Regions from separate parts of the Rattus norvegicus genome. Here region 1 is linked to region 2. The links are chromatin contacts, called in public Hi-C maps. All regions are on one chromosome and are shown on one strand. Each heading gives the region's core, a stretch centred on a gene start, on an enhancer-like site or on the middle of the called end of the contact. The rest is flanking DNA. Distances are from core to core; before and after follow the strand shown.

Evidence for each region. A called contact is a pair of places that touch in the nucleus more often than the background predicts.
Region 1: a contact with region 2 is called in a Hi-C map of liver, with 3 times the contacts expected there. The contact joins the enhancer-like site here to the promoter of Rala in region 2. A contact is called at or near these places in 4 of 12 Hi-C or Micro-C datasets (Schwann cells, kidney, liver and 1 more) and 1 of 1 datasets of contacts at active chromatin or transcription factors (oligodendrocytes).

The regions. Positions count from the first base shown.
Region 1 is chr17:51,906,409-51,911,494 of GRCr8, reverse strand. No RefSeq gene overlaps it. Among named protein-coding and RNA genes, the nearest start is that of Cdk13, 38 kb to the left of the region's middle. Within about 2 kb of position 1,999, at least 11 of the 93 cell types and tissues checked have an H3K27ac peak or open chromatin away from gene starts, as enhancers often do. A contact at or near this core is called in liver, where this site is marked.
Region 2 is chr17:51,784,220-51,788,961 of GRCr8, reverse strand. It overlaps Rala (RAS like proto-oncogene A), which reads right to left and starts at 1,254. Exons shown (of 5, transcript NM_031093.3): 1 at 1,062-1,254.

The sequences.
Region 1 (5,086 bases), core at 750-3,249, 120 kb before region 2:
CCAGGATACTGCTGAGACCTACAAAGGTAGAGTGCTGTTGATGGGGGGGGGGGTGTTCATGGCAGAAGGAAAACAGACGCTGGGTCTAGGCGTGTATTATGATACACTTCCTAGCACACCCAAAGACGGGATTGCATCCTCAAACCAAAGCAGAAAACCATGCAGACTGGCTTCAGCCTTTGGAATCCACATAGGAACTGCAATGAATCAAGTTTGTGATGTCTACAGCTTGATTTGCTGGGTTTCTCCAAAACACATGACCCTTGTTTCTACTTTTAAAAATTGTTATTCAGGGGGGTTGGGGATTTAGCTCAGCGGTAGAGCGCTTGCCTAGGAAGCGCAAGGCCCTGGGTTCGGTCCCCAGCTCCGGGAAAAAAAAAAAAAAAGAACCAAAAAAAAATTGTTATTCAGCATGTTAAAGCCTGAAAATAAGGAGAACCGTCGTGAGTACCACCAAGGTCAATGCAAGGGCTCTCTGGCCAATGTGCGAAGTGTGTGTTACCTACTGGGGCCACTTCCTGGCACAAAAAGCAGGACCTGGCACCACCCTCAAACAAGTCACTGGCACAAGCTTTGGTGGAGGTAAAAGTCTCAAAGGACACAGTCTGTGCACCCGGGGAGGAAGTCATTTACTTAGACTATCTTCCAGGAAAAGATGGGGAAAGGGAACTTGGGGACTGCAGGCACCAGCTCTTTAGACACCAAGTACATTGCTATTTTTAACTCACAGTTTACTGGTTCTTCCTCTTTAATTCTGCTTTGCTTACACGTTGCTGATAAGTAGCCTCATAACATCTACTTTGGGGATCCCAAGATTATGTGAAAATTGATAGTCTCAAAGCAGGGTTACGTAGGATTCAAACAGCAAAACGTGGATTGTTTAGAGGGAGAAATGGAAACCAGAATGGTCATGCCTACAATGAGTCACCAGAGGGCGCCATAACTCCGTCTCCAAAAGTTTTCCACCGCAAATCCCCTTGGACTTCAATTAAACAGAAGATATCCTACAGTGACAGGTTCCACCCCAATAATCCTAAAGGTGTAAGAAAGTAGGCAACCAGACCCTGAAAACCTGCTGGGGCATGAGTTTCAGTAATGTCATCATGATATAAAAATTGACATGGTTCTAAGGAATCTGAATATAGCCTAGTTTGGTTTTATTAAAGATTAACTTTTGTTTTTTTTTTTTTTTTGGTTCTTTTTTTCGGAGCTGGGGACCGAACCCAGGGCCTTGCGCTTCCTAGGTAAGCACTCTACCACTGAGCTAAATCCCCAGCCCCAAGATTAACTTTTTTTAATGTGCATGTGTATGTGCATGTGCATGTGCATGTGCATGTGCATGTGCATGTGCATGTGCATGTGCATGTGCATGTGTATGTGAGCCTGCTTAGTTTCTGGGCACTGTAGGATTCCACGGAGGCTGAAAAAGGGCCTGGGATAGCTTGGGATTACAGTCACAGACAGTGCGAGGCCTTTTGTAGGTGCTTGGAACTGAACACTGTCCTCTGCAAGAATAGAAAGCAGCCACGCTACTGAGCTGTCTCTCCAGTCCCGTTTGAGCCACCTCTCCAGTCCCCTCTTACCTTTTGACCTTGCATTTTCTGTTTTTCCTTTTCCTTCCTGGGCAAACAGGGAATTCCGAAGAGCAGAGATCGCCAGGTTGACCTGACACACTCTCTCCTCTCCCTGCTGTGGTTACTCAGGGCACGGAAGTGAGGAGCTGGTCTCCTACGAAGACACTCCTGACCTCGAACATGGACTGTCAGGTCTGAGGAACTCTAGGAGAGCCTGCTTCCCTGCGTTCACTGCACACAAGCAACACTGCTGAGAGCCACGACAGAGACCTTTTGGGCCAAACTGAAATTGTGCTCCAAGCCACGAAGAGACAACAGTATCACTCAATGCGAAGGTGCTCTTGGTCCAAGTTGTTGACGAAGTGGAGTCTAAATAAGGGTGTGAAATAATCTGAGATCTACGAAGCCATGTTTAAAATCCAAACCAGCCAGTCTGCGGCAGAGGGCGGGAGTGGACCATACTCTTCAGCCAATTTCAGAGCAGTGCTGCCATCCCGTGGACAACTAGAAAATTAAACTTAAGCTTCTCCAAATGTTTTTGGTTTTGTTTTTTTAAATAAAAGCAGAAATGACACTTGCTATATTTCTATCATAAGATTTTTCCTGACGCGTTGTTGGCACTGCCATAGAATACAGAGGGTCCAAAATGAAGAGACATGAAGACCAGCTATTGAGAAATGTGCAGCACGCCTTCTAGGCTTTAAAAATGCGAAAGATCTGGAGATCCAGAATAGTTTCCAATATGCACTCACTACAGTAAATGAGCCACGAGTCATATTCAGAATTAAAGGAATAGCAAATGTTTGCTGAGTGCTCACTGTTTGTTTGTTTGTTTGTTTGTTTTTCTTTTCTTCTTTTCAGAGCTGGGGACCGAACCCAGGGCCTTGCGCTTGCTAGGCAAGCGCTCTACCACTGAGCCAAATCCCCAACCCCCTCACTGTTTGTTAAATCTGTATTTTATGTGCGTAATTTTATGGACAGGGTTCAGGGTTCATCTATGCTTTTATATCTGAATTTACTGAATCCTTACTACCGTTCCCTCAAGCTGTTGCTACTTTTAATCTTCATTTTCTATGTAAAGCTCTGAGGCACTGTTGAAGGTCAGTCATACAGCAAACACGGTAAACTGGAAGTCCAACCTGTGAAATCTGGGCTGAAACCTGTGCTCCTGACTATGAGACTACTTTATTCTCAAAAGTGGCCTGAAGCAGTCACTGTCGTCGTAGTCGTCGTCGTCGTCGTCGTCACTTGAAAGCAGGCCTACCCAGGATGAATCAGAAGCTCAGCATGGAAATCATCGTGAATCCAGGTGTTGTTGCCAAGGGAAGAAGCTTGGCAACTATGGAGACAAACTACACGCCTGCCATCTTTTGGAGTACTGAAATAAACGAACTCCAGTAGATACTGTTATAGGGATTGAGGCTGCTTCAGTTGTTGATGAGATTGCCCGGGAGTTAAGAGTATACGATGAAACATACTTAGGTAATTCAAACCCTTAAAAATCAGCTGCCTCTCCCAAACTCTAAACTGTCAGGGATCCTTTGTTCCTGTGCTTTGAACTGTGATAAAAGACCCTCCTTTGGGAAAAGTCCAGGGCAGAGGACCTGGGTGCTTCTGAAGAGGTAACTTTCAGGGGCAGCCATGCATCTCTTTCCTCCAAAATGAAGCAAAAAGTAAATGAGAAAGAGGAAATTCCTTGCAGGACATTTACTCCCTTTTCTCTTCAGCATTAAAAAACATATATTTCTCTCTGTGTATATGTGTGTATGTGTGTTTCTGTTTTTGTGTAGGCCACATGAGTGCAGTTCTCAAGGAGGTCAAAGAGCTCTTTGAGTCTCCTGAAACTGGACTTTCTGGCAGGAAGTTGTGAACCACAGAAACTGAACTTAGGTTCTCTGGCAGAGCCCCAAGTGCTTCTCTGACTTCCTCTCTTCCATTTTTAGACAGTCTGAAGTAAAAATCCTAGCCACAAATTGGACCTCATCTTCCTAGGTATGTGGTTTAGGGTTGTAGCATTTTAGTGAAGTTGAAACTTGTCACAGAATCCATTTCCCTGAATAACCCCAGGCTGGTATGCACTGCCAGGGGCTAGCACATAGGATGTGGAAGGTAGACAAGAAACCATCAGTATCATGCTCCACAGACACACAGGCATGTATCATGCTCCATAGACACACAGGCATGTATCATGCTCCACAGACACACAGGCATGTGTAGCTCATGCCCTAGGATACTGATCTGTTGGCTCCCCTTTTGTGGACAGCCTCTAGACTCCGAGCTCCTCCAGTCCTGCTGAAGCTGTTCCCAGCTTCTCTGAATCCTGCCCAGTAGTGTATTAATATCAAATGGGACGCATAGGAAACCATTGGCTTGGACTGAGCTACTGTGGGATGCCTAATGAATTGAACTCAAACAGACTTATTCATACCAAAGTTTCATATCACCAGGTCAAATGATGGTGTGAGGGAGGGGTAAATAAACCAACTTTCTGAACTGGTCAGTTTGGGCATAAGACCAAAGTCTTCTCTGACTTTGGAAATTGCTACTACTGTTGGTGCCCTCCAGAACAAGATGACAAGGCTCCATTGCTGAAGCCGTTATATGCTTCAAGCTGGCACTAATCTAGAAGTTTCTTCCTGGCTATCTGGCTGTCATAGTGCTAGAAGGTGCTATACAGTGCTGAGTAAGAATTGTCACAGTGTGATTATGACATGGACCCACAGTGTAATACTGGCCAGACAGGCAGGAGACTCTCCTAGCACACTAATATTGGGAGACGGTTTTGTGCTCTGTGTGTGTTCAGATGTTGGCTTCTGTGCCCAGAGATCTGGTTGCAGTTTAGATTCTGCCATTGCCATGATAATTGGAGTAGCTCCTGTCTCAATGTTGTACAGAGATATTTTTCCAGCACCTCTGATTTCCTAACAAACTGCTGACCAGCCAATAGTTGGGCAGGAGAGGAGCATAAGGCAGGACCTCCAATCTCAGTCAGGGAGAGAGAGAGAGAGAGAGAGAGAGAGAGAGAGAGAGAGAGAGAGAGAGAGAGAGAGAGAGAGAATCAAAAGGATTTGATAAGAAAGTTTGCCAAGGGCGCAGCCATGAGGACACACAGAGCTGAAGAGCCAGGGTAGGACTCAGATGACAAGTAATGGGGGCAAGTGGCTGGGAAGCAATCCAATCCAGCATGGTCAGGTTAGAGTAGAGTCCAAGACAGCATGGTCAGGTTAGAGTAGAGTCCAATCCAGCATGGTCAGGTTAGAGTAGAGTCCAAGACAGCATGGTCAGGTTAGAGTAGAGTTCAAGACAGCATGGTCAGGTTAGAGTAGAGTTCAAGACAGCATGGTCAGGTTAGAGTAGAGTCCAAGACAGCATGGTCAGGTTAGAGTAGAGTCCAAGACAGCATGGTCAGGTTAGAGTAGAGTCCAAGACAGCATGGTCAGGTTAGAGTAGAGTCCAATCCAGCATGGTCAGGTTAGAGTAGAGTCCAAGACAGCATGGTCAGGTTAGAGTAG
Region 2 (4,742 bases), core at 5-2,504:
CTGTACACATTCACAGTCATTCATTCAGTAAAAAAATTCAGGGAGTTCTGAGCACTTTACATGATAACAGAGAGGAAGATGAAAAGGCTCCTCCTCTGAAAAAAATTAAGCTGTAGAAACATCTTAGGGGTCACAAGAGTCATTTACAAGAATATTGTATCAACAGATACAAACAGCAAAGACTAATAGGATACTCTGAGACATATTAACAAGCAGAAGTTAAAGGAATCCTTCTACACTGTAATAAACATTACCCAATTTTGGGAACGTAATTAAAGTTGTAATTTATTTACAGGAAATAATTTACAGAAATAAAGGTTCTCCCAGCACACATACCCAAACTGTTTGTAAATTGGGTGCTTTCTGGCTTGACAGGTAGGGCGTGGCACCAGAGTTCTCACAGTAGCTCAAAGACACTTGGATGAGCTCTCACGAGTCTGGACATTCTGGTTTCCAAGCAAAGGCCAGTTAATTCTTTAATTCCTCCTAAGTCCCTCAACAACACAACCACCTCAGCGCCACCACGTCCGCCCACTCAAACACACATATGCCCAGCTAAAGCACACAAATCGTATCTTCTACTCCTTGCCATCTTTCAAGGAACCAAACGCGGAAGATACCCTCGTCATACAAAATACCTATATTCCCTTCCTCTTCTAGAGGCTAAACCTATACAAGAAGAGCCTATGAGCTTTCAGCTGGACGCGAAGCGTCTAAAGACTTTAGTCTGAAAAAGCCATTCCTTTAACTGGCACCAAAGACTGGCAGAGAAGCTCGAAAAGCAGCTGCTCTGTACCGGCAAGGAGTGGATTGAAAGCGAGGGAGGTGGAGTGCGGCGCAGGGACTGCGGCGGCGGCCCCAGGTTGTGGGCACCGCCCGGGTACAGCCCTGGGCGCCACCGGAGCGATGCAGGTGACCTTCCGGAGACGCCGCCCGCTGTCGGGGCGCAGTCGGGTCCCAGTACAGGCGGCAGGCGGGACGTGCAATCTCGGCGGCCACAGGCCTGGCCGGTCGGACACACCCCCGCCGCGGCCCGGCCTCCCCGGCCGGCAAGCGCTCACCTGCACCGCGAGCCGCTCGCCCCGCGGGCTCTTGAGCCTCGGCTGTGCCGATCGGACCGCGCTCGGAGTCCCGCGCGGGGCGCGGCAGGAGGAATCGTGAGGGCGGCGGCGGCCTGGGCGGCGGCGGAGGGGGAGGACTCCGGCGCTCCGCTCTAGGGAGACCCACCCTCCTCCGGGCCGCTCTGCAGCAGCCGCCGCAGATCACTTCCGGGGCGCGAGGGAACGGGGCGGGGCGCCAATCGGCACTTCCTGTCCTCGGGGCCGAATACTCTGGCGGCCGCGAACAAAGGCTCTCCGGGCGTGGGGGAGGCGCAGTGGTATAACCTCCAGGCGGACCCACGACGAGCTACCGGGTTCTCAAGGCGCAATCACCTCCTACGGCCGGGCCGGGGTTCCCGTGTCTGGGTCATGGACATGGAGAGGCTCCTGGAGAAAGAAGGGGAGGGGGAGGCCGCCATCTTGCTTCTGGGGGCTGCTAGGTTCTCTGGCAAGCGTTTTCCAGCGTGTAGCCTGCAACGTGGCTTGTCGCAGTTCAAGTCCTGGGAGGTGGATTGGTCGCCTGTCCTGGTTGGAGGGTCTCGGCAGCTGGCTGAGTGGAGAACTAGCCTCTGCATATGGGCTTCAGGTTCCTTTTGAAGGAGTATTCCCTTTCGGCACTAGATAAGGCGACAGCTTCCGTGGCACACTAATTTAATGTCTTAAATTAGTAGTTGTTTTCTTTAAATCTGCCTACAAGTTTGAGATAGTTTGCCCAGCATCTGATAGCTGCCACACATTCTTCCCTGGACTTTAAAATTCTCTTCCTTTGGCCCCGAATTAAGAACCAAGGGCTTTGTTGGCATGACTACTTAAAAGAATGAATGTCCACTCAGTCAAGTTTGCAATCAAGAAACCAAATACTTGCATTTGAAAGTATGAATGGAGGGAAGACTTGATGACTTTACTAACTGTAGTTAGAGTTTTAATTAAGATCTTTTTCCAGTATGAAAAGAAGTTGGTAAATCGGATCCAAATAAAGGAAGTTACCTCAGAGCAGGGATCAGTTGTTCATAGGGAAGACTGAGTACTATTTATCTGTCTTAAAAGTTCTACCAGGGCTGATGAGAAAGATGAGGCTGCAGAAGGAGGCAAGAGTCAGATCATGGCTGACGTTTCTGTTGTCTATTAAATTTTGGAAGTAGAATGGCTAAGTTGTTTGTAAGTGGAGGATGGATTAATGGGGGTGTTAGGCAGTATAGCAAGCTGAGAGTAGATAGTCAACTATTGCAGAAGAGGAAGGAGAAAGATCTTTGTAACAGTGCCGGTAACCATCTTAAAGAGATGATTTTCCAAATGATGAAGCCACATAAGCTTCATAAGCCAAATAAGAATTGTTTGCTGGGCAACTAGAGGTTAGGAGAATTGGAAGTGAATGTTTTGCTTTTGCAGGGTAAAAGTGTATACTCTGTGTGTGTGTGGTGTTGATACTTCAGACTCTCCTATCTCCGTCTCCTAAGTGCTGGTAATAGAGACCTGCACCATCATATCTGTTTATGCTGGAGTTAGAACCCTGGGTTTCATGCCTAGTCAGCACCCACTCTGCTCCTAGAGCTGTATCTCCATTGCATGATGGTGTACTTTACTGAAGAGGTAAAGGAGAATGGACATAATTTATGGGAGAAGGGTTTCTTCTTTTTTTCTGAAGTGAGTGGTGTTATCTAGTGGTAATTGCTGTGTGCTGCATTCTGAGCTCTGGAGAGGGCAGGAGGAGCTGAAGTTAGGCACACCATAGGTTTATATTACCACATTCAAGCAGATGCAGTCTCACTTTGTTGAGCATAGTTTCAAAACCTTTTCTCCTTTGTGCTTTACTTGAGAGAAATTTTTAAAATACTATATTAATACATCTTACTATCCATAGCCATTCTAATATTATTCTAATACCTGGTGGTCTGCATGAAGATATGATATGTGGAGGTCTCCACAAGAGACAGGGGGAACTGAAATCCAAAACACAGAATGAAAAATGTCCTCTTACTGTTAAAAAGAAAAAAGGCCTAAATAATGAATATGGTCATTAAGTTAGCTTCATTCAATAACATGCATCCTTAATTTTTGAGTGTATTCTTATAACAAACTAATACGTTATAAAAAGAAAGCAACACATTTTATTCAAGTGTCCTATTTATTAATATTATTTTTCTTGACTTCCAAGACTCAAACTGCCTGTGTATTAGGGACATTTTGGAACATTTTTTCCCCCTAAGGTACAGGGTCTGAAATACATTAATTAAACTGTGACCTTATCCCCCTTCCTTGACTCTGAGCTTACACAGCTGCTTCCTCTCTAGCAGCATTTGGTTCTTCTGGCTTCTCTGATCTAGTTTAATTCACTGTCTGATTGTTCCACCCGGATTGTATAAATACTCTCTCTACTGCTCTGTCCTTATTTCTGCACTTCTCTGGGAAAAACCAATCTGTTTATAAAATAGCTCATTTTAACAAGGGTCATTTAAATTAAATTAGAACTCTGCATGAAGATATGAAAATATTCTGTTGACATATATATATCCATACCCATACAAGAACAACTAGGAACTGAGGCTAAGGTATGATAATAGCCCTGGAAAATAATGTAAAATTTAACAAAGCTAAAGGGGATCTCAGTTTTAATTCTCACAGATGCTATTCAAAGGTCATTGTTATACTATGTCGATATATCAAAGAGCACTTTAAAACACTAATTTGGGTTCATTTCTGGTGATAAAATGCATAATTTTATTTATAACTAATAAGCATAAAATCTGTTATGAAAAGACTGAAGAATTTTGCAGGGAATCAAACAGAATCAAGTGTATCATCCCATGTAAGGGAAATATTTCATTTGGGCGGTCACTACAATCAGATTATGGTTTCTAAATCATACAGTGATAAAAGGATAATGTAAAATACCTTATGACTGTAACTATATAGTAAAAGTACAAAATACCACACAACTATAGATCAAAAATTTTATATTAACATTTCTCATAATAGATCAAAAAATGGGACACTAGGTACAGCGGTGAATGCCTATGATTTCAGCAGTAGGAAGTTGGAAACAGATCAGGATTTCATGGGCATCCTTGGCTACACGGTGAGTTCAAGGCTATTCTGGACTGCATGGGAACCTGTATACAAACACACACTCATAATCATCTCAAAAATTCAAATCAGAACATTTTAAAATAAGCAATACAAAATATCTTCATCTATGTCAAAGCTTCCACAACAAGAAGGACTATTAGCATCTTTATACATTTTTTCTATACAAAAAAAGTTAATTTTTGATGAAATTTTACCCAGAGCAAAGTAACTTCTAGAACAAGCAAATGAAAACTTGTGTTTGTCTTTCTTATCCTTACCACAGTCCAGCTATGGTTCTAGGAATTCTACAGATGTTATTGCATTCTTAACATTGTACGACAGAATTTGCTAAAAAATGAAATTTGCAAGAAAAAATTTCTTTTTGTCTCACCTCTCCATTCTGCATTATCATGCAATCACTAAGAAGGTGGCCAAGCCTGGTAAGAGTAATTTACCTGAGACTTATGAGGCTTGGGGCAGTTATTGGCTCTATTTGGTGCTCTGTGCAATGTTGGACTTTATTGGAACCAGAGCTTCCCAAACCTACTCATTCCTCAGAGTCTGAGGGAGCAAATG